Linked DNA regions of Sus scrofa: region 1 is linked to region 2. Evidence: chromatin contacts called from public Hi-C data. All regions are on one chromosome and are shown on one strand. Each heading gives the region's core, a stretch centred on a gene start, on an enhancer-like site or on the middle of the called end of the contact. The rest is flanking DNA. Distances are from core to core; before and after follow the strand shown.

Region 1 (4,380 bases), core at 1,287-3,786, 200 kb after region 2:
TGGGCTCGATCCGTGGCCTCGCTCAGTGGGTTAAGAATCTGGCGTTGCGGTGAGCTGTGGTATAGGTCGCAGACACCGCGCAGATCTGGCGGTTGCCCTGGCTGTAGCCTAGGCAGTTAGGCTTCAGCTCAGATTGGACCCCTGGCAGGGAACTTCCATATGCCCCGGTGCGGCCCTAGAAAGACCAAACCAAACCAAACAAAAAAATCAACTGGCCACCCACCTGTGGTGCAGGGGGTTGAGGATCTGGTATTGTCACTACAGTGGCTCCAGTCATTGCTGCGGCATGGGTTCGATCACTGGCCCGGAAACCAATACATACCATGGGCACAACCAAAAAACAAAAAAATCCAACCAACCAACCAACCAAACAAAAGCCCAGATAAAATCAATTGGACAAACTTACTGTCTCTGGTATTCCAGCTGTGTCCCTCTCCTTGAGCTGGGCTTGGTAACCCGCCTCCTCCATCCACGCCCAGGAAAGGTTCAGCTGGTCATTTTGACCTGCCTGCCCAGCCCCTGCCCTCTCCCTCCTAGCCCGTAATGGCCCCGGGCAGGTCCCTGATACAGCTGTCCTTGGCCCCCACCTCTCCAAACCAGATGCTGATCTTACACCCTTGGAAAAAGCTTGATGAGTGGAGATCTCCCTGGTCTTTTTCTCTCCCTTGGCCAAGTCTTTCTTCTTCCAGTGTCTGGTCTCTGACTCAGTTTTCCCCACCTCTTTCTTTTGATTTCTCTGCCTTAAGCATTATTGCGGTATCATCCTTCTACCCACAGCAGATAGTGCCCAGCATGTGTGAGAATGGAAGGTGCTGGTGTGTAGCGGCTTCTGCAAAAAGCAGAGGTGTGGGCCCACGTGTTAGTGATGGCAAGATGACTCACCCTAACCAAAAACATTGAAACCAAAATGCCAAGGTGTTTATTTGCACTAAAAGCAGTGATGATCTGTCCCATATAACGGATGCTTTCCACGTGCTGGGCACTATGCTGAGTGCTTTAAAGCCACCATCTAATTCAATCACAGAAATCCTCAGAGGTTAATGAGCACTTTCCAGATGAAGAATATGAGACAAAAAGGTTTAGTGACTTGCCTGAAGCTTGTAAATAGTAGCACTGAGACATGAAACTGATTGAGCTGGCTTCATCATTTTCCCCACTGCCCTGCCTCTGACCAAGCTGTCTGCTCCCTTGGCACCCTCCCAGCAGAACAGAGCATCCTCCATGGCACCTGTGCACGGCAGTGACCCCATCTGTGTGACGCTGAAAGTGCACACCATTCGCCACAGGACATCTCACTGCCTGGAGGGAAATCTGAAAACATGTGTCCTGAAATGTTTGCTTAACCAGAAGAGTGTTGTGTTGTTTTAATTTGCTTCTCTTTTTAAATGTTTTTATGCATGTATTTTAATTTTAATTTTTTTGCTTTTTGGGGCTGCACCCATGGCACCTGGAGTTTCCTAGGTGAGGGATCGAATCAGAGCTGCAGCTGTGACCTACACCACAGCTCAGAGCAACGCCAGATCCTTAATCCACTGAGTGAGGCCAGGGATCAAAACTGTGTCCCCACGGATGCTAGTCAGATTTGTTTTCCCTGAGCCACAGTGGGAATGTCCGATACTAGTATTTTTACAGTGTTATTCTGAGTAATATAATATCTCTTAAAATAGATAAAATAAAAGGCATTATGATGATAAAGATAAAAGCTTCCTTCATGGGCTTTTTCCTGGGACCAGAGAACCATACCCAGGCAGGCATCCTCTGTGTCACTGGGGAGAGACAGCAGATGAGCCACCATGAAAACTCCAGACGTGACGTTGGTGCAAAGAACTTGCCGAGGTCTGATCCTCAGCTTTGAGTCTCTCCAACTCGGTTTTGTGGGCCTCCCGGGTAAGATATGGCACTTGTGAGCAAATTCATCTGAACCACAGTACCAAGAACAATTCGAAAACCAGAATCCATGCATTGATTTGTTTGCTATTCAAACTTTTGTTGACACTGGGCCTGAACCAGGCCGTATCCTAAGCTTACAGTAGTGGAAGAAATATATAAACAGGTCATTCCAACCCAGTGAGATGACTGTTATGGTGATGGGAGCAACTAGGAGAGACCCAATCCTGGAGGAAGTGCCAGAAGGAGATGACACACGGAGAAAAAAGCCTGTTCCTGGTTTCCTCACCTCCGTGAGGGTGGTCACTAACATCCAGCCCTGAAGTCAGAAACCGGCAACATCATTCTCAACTCCCCTCAGCCTCAATCCATCACCAAGACACATCAGGTCCACAGTATGTCCCTTTAATTCATCCACTTCTTTCAGACAGTTTTGACGTTTCGCTTGATCTCCTCCCTTTCGCGTTTCTGCCTACAGGTGTCTCCATCACGCTACTCTTCTCTTTTACCGCCTCCCGGAAGTAAAAACTACATTTCCCTTGAGCGCCCACAGACGTCGACGTCGCGCAGTTCTTTGTCGTCGCGCAGCGCTCTTTATACGCACTTCCGGCCACTCGCCCCTTCTTTTTCTTTCGGCTGCGCGCGGCGGCAAGATGGCGGTGCAGATTTCCAAGAAGAGGAAGGTGAGATCTCGGGGCCCGGATGCCAGGAGCTGTGGCGCCGCGCGGGCCAGGAGCTTTTCTGGGGGTCGTCGCGAGGCCCGCGGCTCCTTCCTCTTCCCCTGGCGGCGGGCCGCGTGGGGTTCCCGAGGGCCGAGGATGGAGGTGGATGGAGCGCAGGCCCGAGCCGGGCCGGCGCAGTATGGCGGAGATGGTTTGGACGGAGAGCAGAGATGAGCACCGGGGGCCCCTCCTGCCCCGGAGAAGGCGCTTGTGAGCATTTCTTGGTCAGTCCGTACCGTTAGGAAACGTGTGGTGTTTGAGGCCGTGAGCCGTTCCCCGCATCTTAGCGGGGCTTCGGGAGAGGGAGGTAGCAGTATATTTGCCTTCTCATTAATCGTTTCTGCGTGCAGCCTTCTGCCTCACAGACCTCAGTTTTGAGAAGGCTTTTGGCATTTTTTCCACTTGGGGCCAAGGAAAAGTTCTGGGGAAAGGGAGGGCGGGGACCTGAGAAGAACGCTTCCTCGAGTTTAACTGAACTGATCTTTCCATGGGAGAGAACTGTGTGAAGTCCGTTCGGTTTGAGGCACTTTGTCATTTTGTGAGTACATAACGTTGGTGTTACAGTGCAATCCACACGCTTTTGTGAGTGAGGATTTGCCAGCTTTCCGAAACACACGTGGGTACAGTTAAGGCAAGATTAAAGTGGCTGAGCGTCTTCTGCTGAGCCGAACTGTGTTTACAGGTGAGGCTGCTTAACTCCCTGGGTGCAAACAGTGTCTCACTTGTGCTGAGTTAGTTCTAAATGGGTCGTTTTAGAGCTGCTTTTGTTTAGCGTGGGTACATGCTAATAACAGTTTTTAAACCCTTCAATGACGAGAAGATGACGAGTCTGACTGGAGGTGTTCTCTTTGACCAGGTAGCCCCTGCTCTGTGTTGCGTTCTGTGGCACAGTTCAAAGGGCCCTGGGTCAAAGTGACTTCCAAAAGATGACCTAGAGGCATTTGTCTGAGAAGGGTTACTCTGTTCCTTCTGGAACACAGATAATATGATTGATGATGGGTCCTCTGTTGGAGGTGTTGAGTTTTAATGAAGGTTGCATTGGCTGAAAGACTGGACTAGGAAAGTGAGCCTGCACCCATGTCCTCACTTTGAATTTCCTTCTTTGGTTAGTTTGTCGCTGATGGCATCTTCAAAGCTGAACTGAATGAATTTCTTACTCGGGAGCTGGCTGAAGATGGGTACTCCGGAGTTGAAGTTCGAGTTACACCAACTAGGACAGAAATCATTATCTTGGCCACCAGGTAAAAACTTGTGTTCCAGGCCGTCACCCATAATTGTTGTTGGCATTAAGATGGTTTATTCTGCAAACTTGGGACAACCAGTGAACCTTAGAATATGTGATTTTTTTTTTTTAAACTGCATTTAAAAAAAATCCTAATTCTAGCTTTCTCATACAACATTTATACTTGCTTGTGTCCAGTGAATAAGACTTTACTACTGTATATATGCAAGATTTAAAATTACATTTGGGGAGTTCCCACTGTGGTCCAGTGGGTTAATGATCTGGCTTGTCTCTGCAGACACTGGTTCAGTCCCTGGCCTGGCTCAGTGGGTCAGGGATCCAGTGTTGCTGCAGCTGTGGCTTAGGTCTACAGCTTTGGCTGGGATTCAGTCCCTGGCCCAGGAACTTTCATATGCCTAGGGTGTTGCCAAAAAATAAAATTAACATCTGGAATTTTGTGAGAGCTGTGAATTGTCACTATTTTCCCCAGGACACAGAATGTTCTTGGTGAGAAGGGCCGGAGGATCCGGGAATTGACTGCTGTGGTTC
Region 2 (4,992 bases), core at 298-2,797:
CAGGTTCCTTCCCCAAAGCCGGGCAGAGCAGAGTGAGCCCACTCTCACCGCTTTAAATAAGGACACTGAGGACCAGGCAGGAGAGAGGCCCTGACCAATGCCAGGGCGTGTGTGAGTGGCAGACCCAGGGCTGGGGACCACGGGCCAGCCAGTGTCCAGTCTGGGCCCTGTGAGAGGGCATAGCGGGCAGCACTCAGAGAACAGTAGCTGCTAATAACTTCCCCCCACCCACCCGCCCCCACTGCCCGTGAGCCCCCATTTCGCCCGTGAGCGCCCTTCCGCTTCAGAGGGCCTTCGCAGTGATTGATTCGCATGGGGTTGTCAATGAGGTCAGACTGACCTGGCACGCATCTCATTTGCTTCTTCCTCATCCTCTGCTTCCAGAATTCCGAGACTCATCATCATTACATCATCGCCATATTAATATCGGCTTATGTCTGCTCAGCTCTCAGACGGAGCGAGCACAATCCATCAACCCCTCTGAGCCTTTGGACAGCCCTGGAAGGTATTTCACAGACAAAGGCACTGGGGATCAGAGAGGGCAAGCGACTGGTCTCAGGTCACCCAGCTTGGCCACTGGGGAGTTTACAGTCTCCTGGGAGAACTTCAAACACCCAGACTGATGAGAGGGTGAGATGATTGGGTTTAGTAGAGCCCTGCCAGGTTTCTTGACATCTTTTCATGTGAGGAAGTTGAGTCTCAGAGATCTTCTTACTGAGTCAAGACTGAAGCAGCTGAGGCCCAAGCTCATGCTCTGTCTGGGACGCAGGGCTGCTGCTTTCAGGGAGGGATGCAGAGTTTCTAGCAGAGAACGTGTTCTCTCTGAGCTGGAGGGAGAGGCCGCTGAGAGGTGGAGGCAGGTGTTCTTAGGGGAAGGCTGCTGTTAGGGCAAAAGGGCTTCTCCAGGAAGAAACTCCAGGCCAATTAGGCTGCAGGGAGCACGGCATGGGCTGTGCAAGGGTGGGTGTGCTGAGCCAGGGTGGGGAGGGCTGGGTGGCCAGGCCGGACGGCCACCTGCCTGCAGATCCATGTTTTCCCTTTTACCCTGTTGGGAAATTTGCTGCCTTCCGATCCAGGAGCCATGCCAACAAAGAGGGGAAAGTCCTGAACCCTTGGCAGGAGGGGGTCTCTTTCTCCTCCACTAGGGGAAGAAACTAAAGCCCAGAGAGAGATTTGTGACTTCTTCGTGGTCACAAAACATCAGAGCCTGTCCCTCTCGGGGCCTCAGTCTCCCAATCTGAAGAAGGGAGGCATTGCATCAAGTGAGCTCCCAGTTCTTCCCTGCTCTGACCTTCTTACTACCATGCATCTAGCCTTGGTGCCCTTGGCGCAGATCCTAGCCCCGGATATCTGCTTGACAGATAGCCCTGGGCAAGTCACATGGCCTCTCTGCGTGTCAGAGGCCTCATGGGTGAAATAAATATGACACTGCCTTCTAGGGGCAGATCTAATGAGCCAGGCGTAAGAGGATGTCAGCACAGCTGGGGGTCAGACCCCCAGGCAGCATCTGGGGTAGGGATGGCTGAGGCGCTGAGGCCGTTACTTGTCTGCCTAGCCCAGGGCTCATTTATAGATATCCGCTCCCCAGCTGCCAGGCCACAGGGAAGTGGGAGTAAACATGCTGATGTGGCCATTTGAGTTTGGAGCCTTTTTTCAGGAAGGGGCCTCTGGCCACTCTTCCTCTTCCCCCCGCCCCCGCTCTGCTCCCCATCCTCCAGGCGTCTTTACAGTGACCTTCCTAACAGTTCTGAGGGTGGGTGGTTTGATGTCACCATTTCCATTTAACAGATGAGAAGACTGAGGCCCGGAGAGGAGACAGGACTTGCTCCAAGTCCCACAGCGAGGTAGCGACTGATCTGGGACCAGAACTGAGGTCTTGAGGCTGGAGCCCAGGACCCTTCCCTTGTACCCAAATTCAGATGGTTCTACAAAATGAGGAGTCTCCTATTTTGTCTCATTGGCAAAAAGGCATTTTCCCACGTGGGTTGACTTAAAGAGCAGAAGGGCTTGGGTTCTGCAAACAGCCTAGGGTTTCACAAGCAGCATCAGTTCCAGCGCAAGACGCTGTACCAACGTCGCAGAGCCCTGGAAGCTGCAGCACTCTGCAAACCATGCCAGGCTTTGCCAACAGTGTGGGACTTTAAAAAAAGGGTGTCTGTCTTTGCAAACTGTGGGACTCCATGGATGGTGCTGCCATGCACACACATCACGGGGCTCTGTCAAATGCACGGGGCTCGGCAAACACCATACCACAAGTGGCAAAGGTGGGGCGCAAACCAGTTTGGTTGAACCTCCAGCCCGGGCCACCCAGAGTGGGACCTCCCTGCAGGATCAGCCCAAGAACTGTCTGAAGTCCTGTTAATCTAACTCCCAGAAGGTTCTGGGGACTGGACTCTTGCTCCTGTTCTACAGCTAAGTTTGGGAATATACTTGGACTCGGCTGTGTTAGCCTGGGAAGGCTGGAATCATCAATGAAGTTCCCTCATGCCTGAGGTTACTGCATGTTCCGTGCCCTGCAGGATGGTGTGCATTGCTGTGCTCAAAGACTGATGAAGTGAACGTAGCCAGCCACGCTGGTCCCAGCCTATACCCAGATTATGCCACCCCATACGCAGTCCTCAGGACCAAGATGGAGGTGAGTAAGCCTCCAGAAAGTCTAAAGGGACCTTCCCTCTCTCAACCGTGCACCTGCACTTTGGAGTCTGGAAGTCTGCACCTCTGCCCGACTCTGTGGGTGGACTTCAGTCTGAAGGATTTAAAGAGAGAGTCAATTTGCTCTTAGGCCAGTTTGCTTAAGAGACCCTGATTTTAAGCAGGATGGGGGTCTGGTTTTTCTATCAACCCAAGCCAACTGTTGACCTTTCCCCAAGTGATGGTCTTCCATTCCAATTTCTGGATTCTCGGAGATTCACACTATGAGTATCAGTTGAAGGCCTACTATGTGCCAGGCTGATCTGATTATTTCAGATACACCCCACCTCCTTCTAGCATCCCATACAGCCACTAGGAGCCAAGTGGGGCTGATGTCTGTCTGTCATTGCACCTCCAAAGCTGGACTCCAATTCCACCTCCTCATATCACTCTATTCTCAGAAGCGAGTTGGGTTCACTTCTGTATCTTGGATTTGGGGAAACCCAGAGGTCTTCCTCAGAAAATCGCAGCCTGGGCAGAGGAAAAAGCCTGGTTCCTGGCATCAGAGGTTCAAGGCACAACCCTACCACTTACTAAAAGGTGGCCTCTGGATGGTTACTGAGACTCAACATCTCATCAGCAAAGTGGAGGAAGAGGTGCCCGGCGCCCTCTGCCACTAGGAGGCCCCAACAGGACCTCACGCGTGAAAGTGCTGAGCAACCTGGAAGGAGCAAACCAGATTTGCTGTCCCTCTTGCTGCCCTGTTCTGAGCCCCATCTCTGCTGCTACCTTCTCAGAGCTCCGGGCCTCAGGCTTGGCTTCGTTCTCACTCACTGAACTTGCACAGCAGCCCTGCAAGGGAGGACGATTGCTCCTTCTTTATAGATGAGGCAGCTGACACCAGGAGAGGTGCAGGGACTTGCCTGAGGCACTTGACTGGTAAATGACAAGGCTGAGATGGGACTCAGAGGGTCTGGCTCCAAGGCCTCCATCCTCAGGCTACAGTCCCCAAAATCCTGGGCCGGTGTTATATGTGCCCTTCTGTTCTCCAGCCCCCTCCACTGAGATCGTCTTACTTAGGGAGTTGCTACCATGAGTCATCCCCTGCTACCCCTCCCCGCCCCCCACCCACCCCCATCCCCCACCCCGCCATCCCTCCTGCAGGCGCTGGCCACTCTGATTCCCAGGGGATAGGGTCCTTCCTTGCTCTGGGTTTGTGGAGCCCAGAGAGGAGACAGGATTTGGGGTTCGATGGGAGAGGATGAGAGCTTAAGGGGGACAGAGGTTCTGTGAAGGGGGACAGAGAGGGAAAGGGGCTTGCCTGGGGCTCATGGAGGGTGGGAAAGGTACCAGGACGGGGACAACAGTTTGGTGGGGGGGAGGCTGGGAGTGAGAATGGGGGTGCAGAGAGGAGACTCAGGAAAATCAGCACTGAATGACCCCAGGCCTGGGAGGGCCCGGCCCAGCCGCTTTCCCCTCTGCGGGGCCCCTCACGGCTCCAGCTCCACCGCTAGTAGGAGAAAACATCCAGGGGAAATGCCAAGCCTAGGGGCTGGGAAGGAACAGGCGGAGGGGAGGCTAGTCAGCAGCCTCCTCCCATCCGTGGGGCTGGATCTAAACAGACCCAGCCTCCTACACAACTCTAGCCCCGGGCTGCCCTGGCCAGAAATCAGAGGAATTCAGAGAAAGAGAGAGAGAAGGAACAAGTGACATAGGCACTTGGGGAGTGCAGTCAAGTTTGAGCAGGACTTCTTAGCCCGTACTCGGTGGGAGGCTGAGAGGTGGCTGCTGTCCTGTGTGGCCAAGAAGCATCGACCGACCTGGTGCCTGGAGTCCCCACGCCGGGCATCCCCATCTCCAGGAGCCCTCGAGAGGTCTGCGCTTCCTCTCTCCTGCTGAGCTCCAGTCCTGAGATTGAAACAGCGCACCCCAGAAGTCATGGGACCCCGGATAGGTAAGTCCAGACAAAGTAAGGGAGAGGCATTGCAAAGGGTGAGGCTACAGAGCTAACGCAAGTGTGCTGTGCACAGCAGGGGGCTTGCAGGTCCCTACGGGGAGCCAGGCATGTGGTTGGACCTAGAGCGGGCAGGCGTGCTGAATGAATAATGACCAGAGGGGCAGGACTAGCTGTTTACTCAGCTGGAGGCAGGGCACCCAGCCTGACCTCCCTGAGGTTCTCTTCTCCCTTGATCTCCCAAGATGGGATTGGAAAGCAGGCCCCCTGCCAGTTCCTCGAGCCCTGCTCCTTCTCTGAAGCAGGCAAAGATAGAGACAAAGCAGATAAAAACAGATAGACGTGTAGTCAGAGACGAAGCAAATCCAGAGATAGATGGAGTCAGACAAAGGCTGAGACAGAAGGCC

Evidence for each region. Hi-C and Micro-C count contacts between places; a contact is called where the count stands out from the background.
Region 1: a contact with region 2 is called in a Hi-C map of retroperitoneal adipose tissue, with 1.5 times the contacts expected there. The contact joins the promoter of RPS3 here to the enhancer-like site in region 2. A contact is called at or near these places in 4 of 47 Hi-C or Micro-C datasets (epiblast stem cells, liver, omental adipose tissue and 1 more) and 1 of 2 datasets of contacts at active chromatin or transcription factors (alveolar macrophages).

What each region holds. Positions count from the first base shown.
Region 1 is chr9:9,622,739-9,627,118 of Sscrofa11.1, forward strand. It overlaps RPS3 (ribosomal protein S3), which reads left to right and starts at 2,537. Exons shown (of 7, transcript NM_001044601.1): 1 at 2,537-2,570; 2 at 3,720-3,850; 3 at 4,322-4,380. The coding sequence starts at 2,541.
Region 2 is chr9:9,422,819-9,427,810 of Sscrofa11.1, forward strand. No RefSeq gene overlaps it. Among named protein-coding and RNA genes, the nearest start is that of SLCO2B1, 8.7 kb to the right of the region's middle. Within about 2 kb of position 1,548, at least 17 of the 83 cell types and tissues checked have an H3K27ac peak or open chromatin away from gene starts, as enhancers often do. A contact at or near this core is called in alveolar macrophages, liver and retroperitoneal adipose tissue, where this site is marked.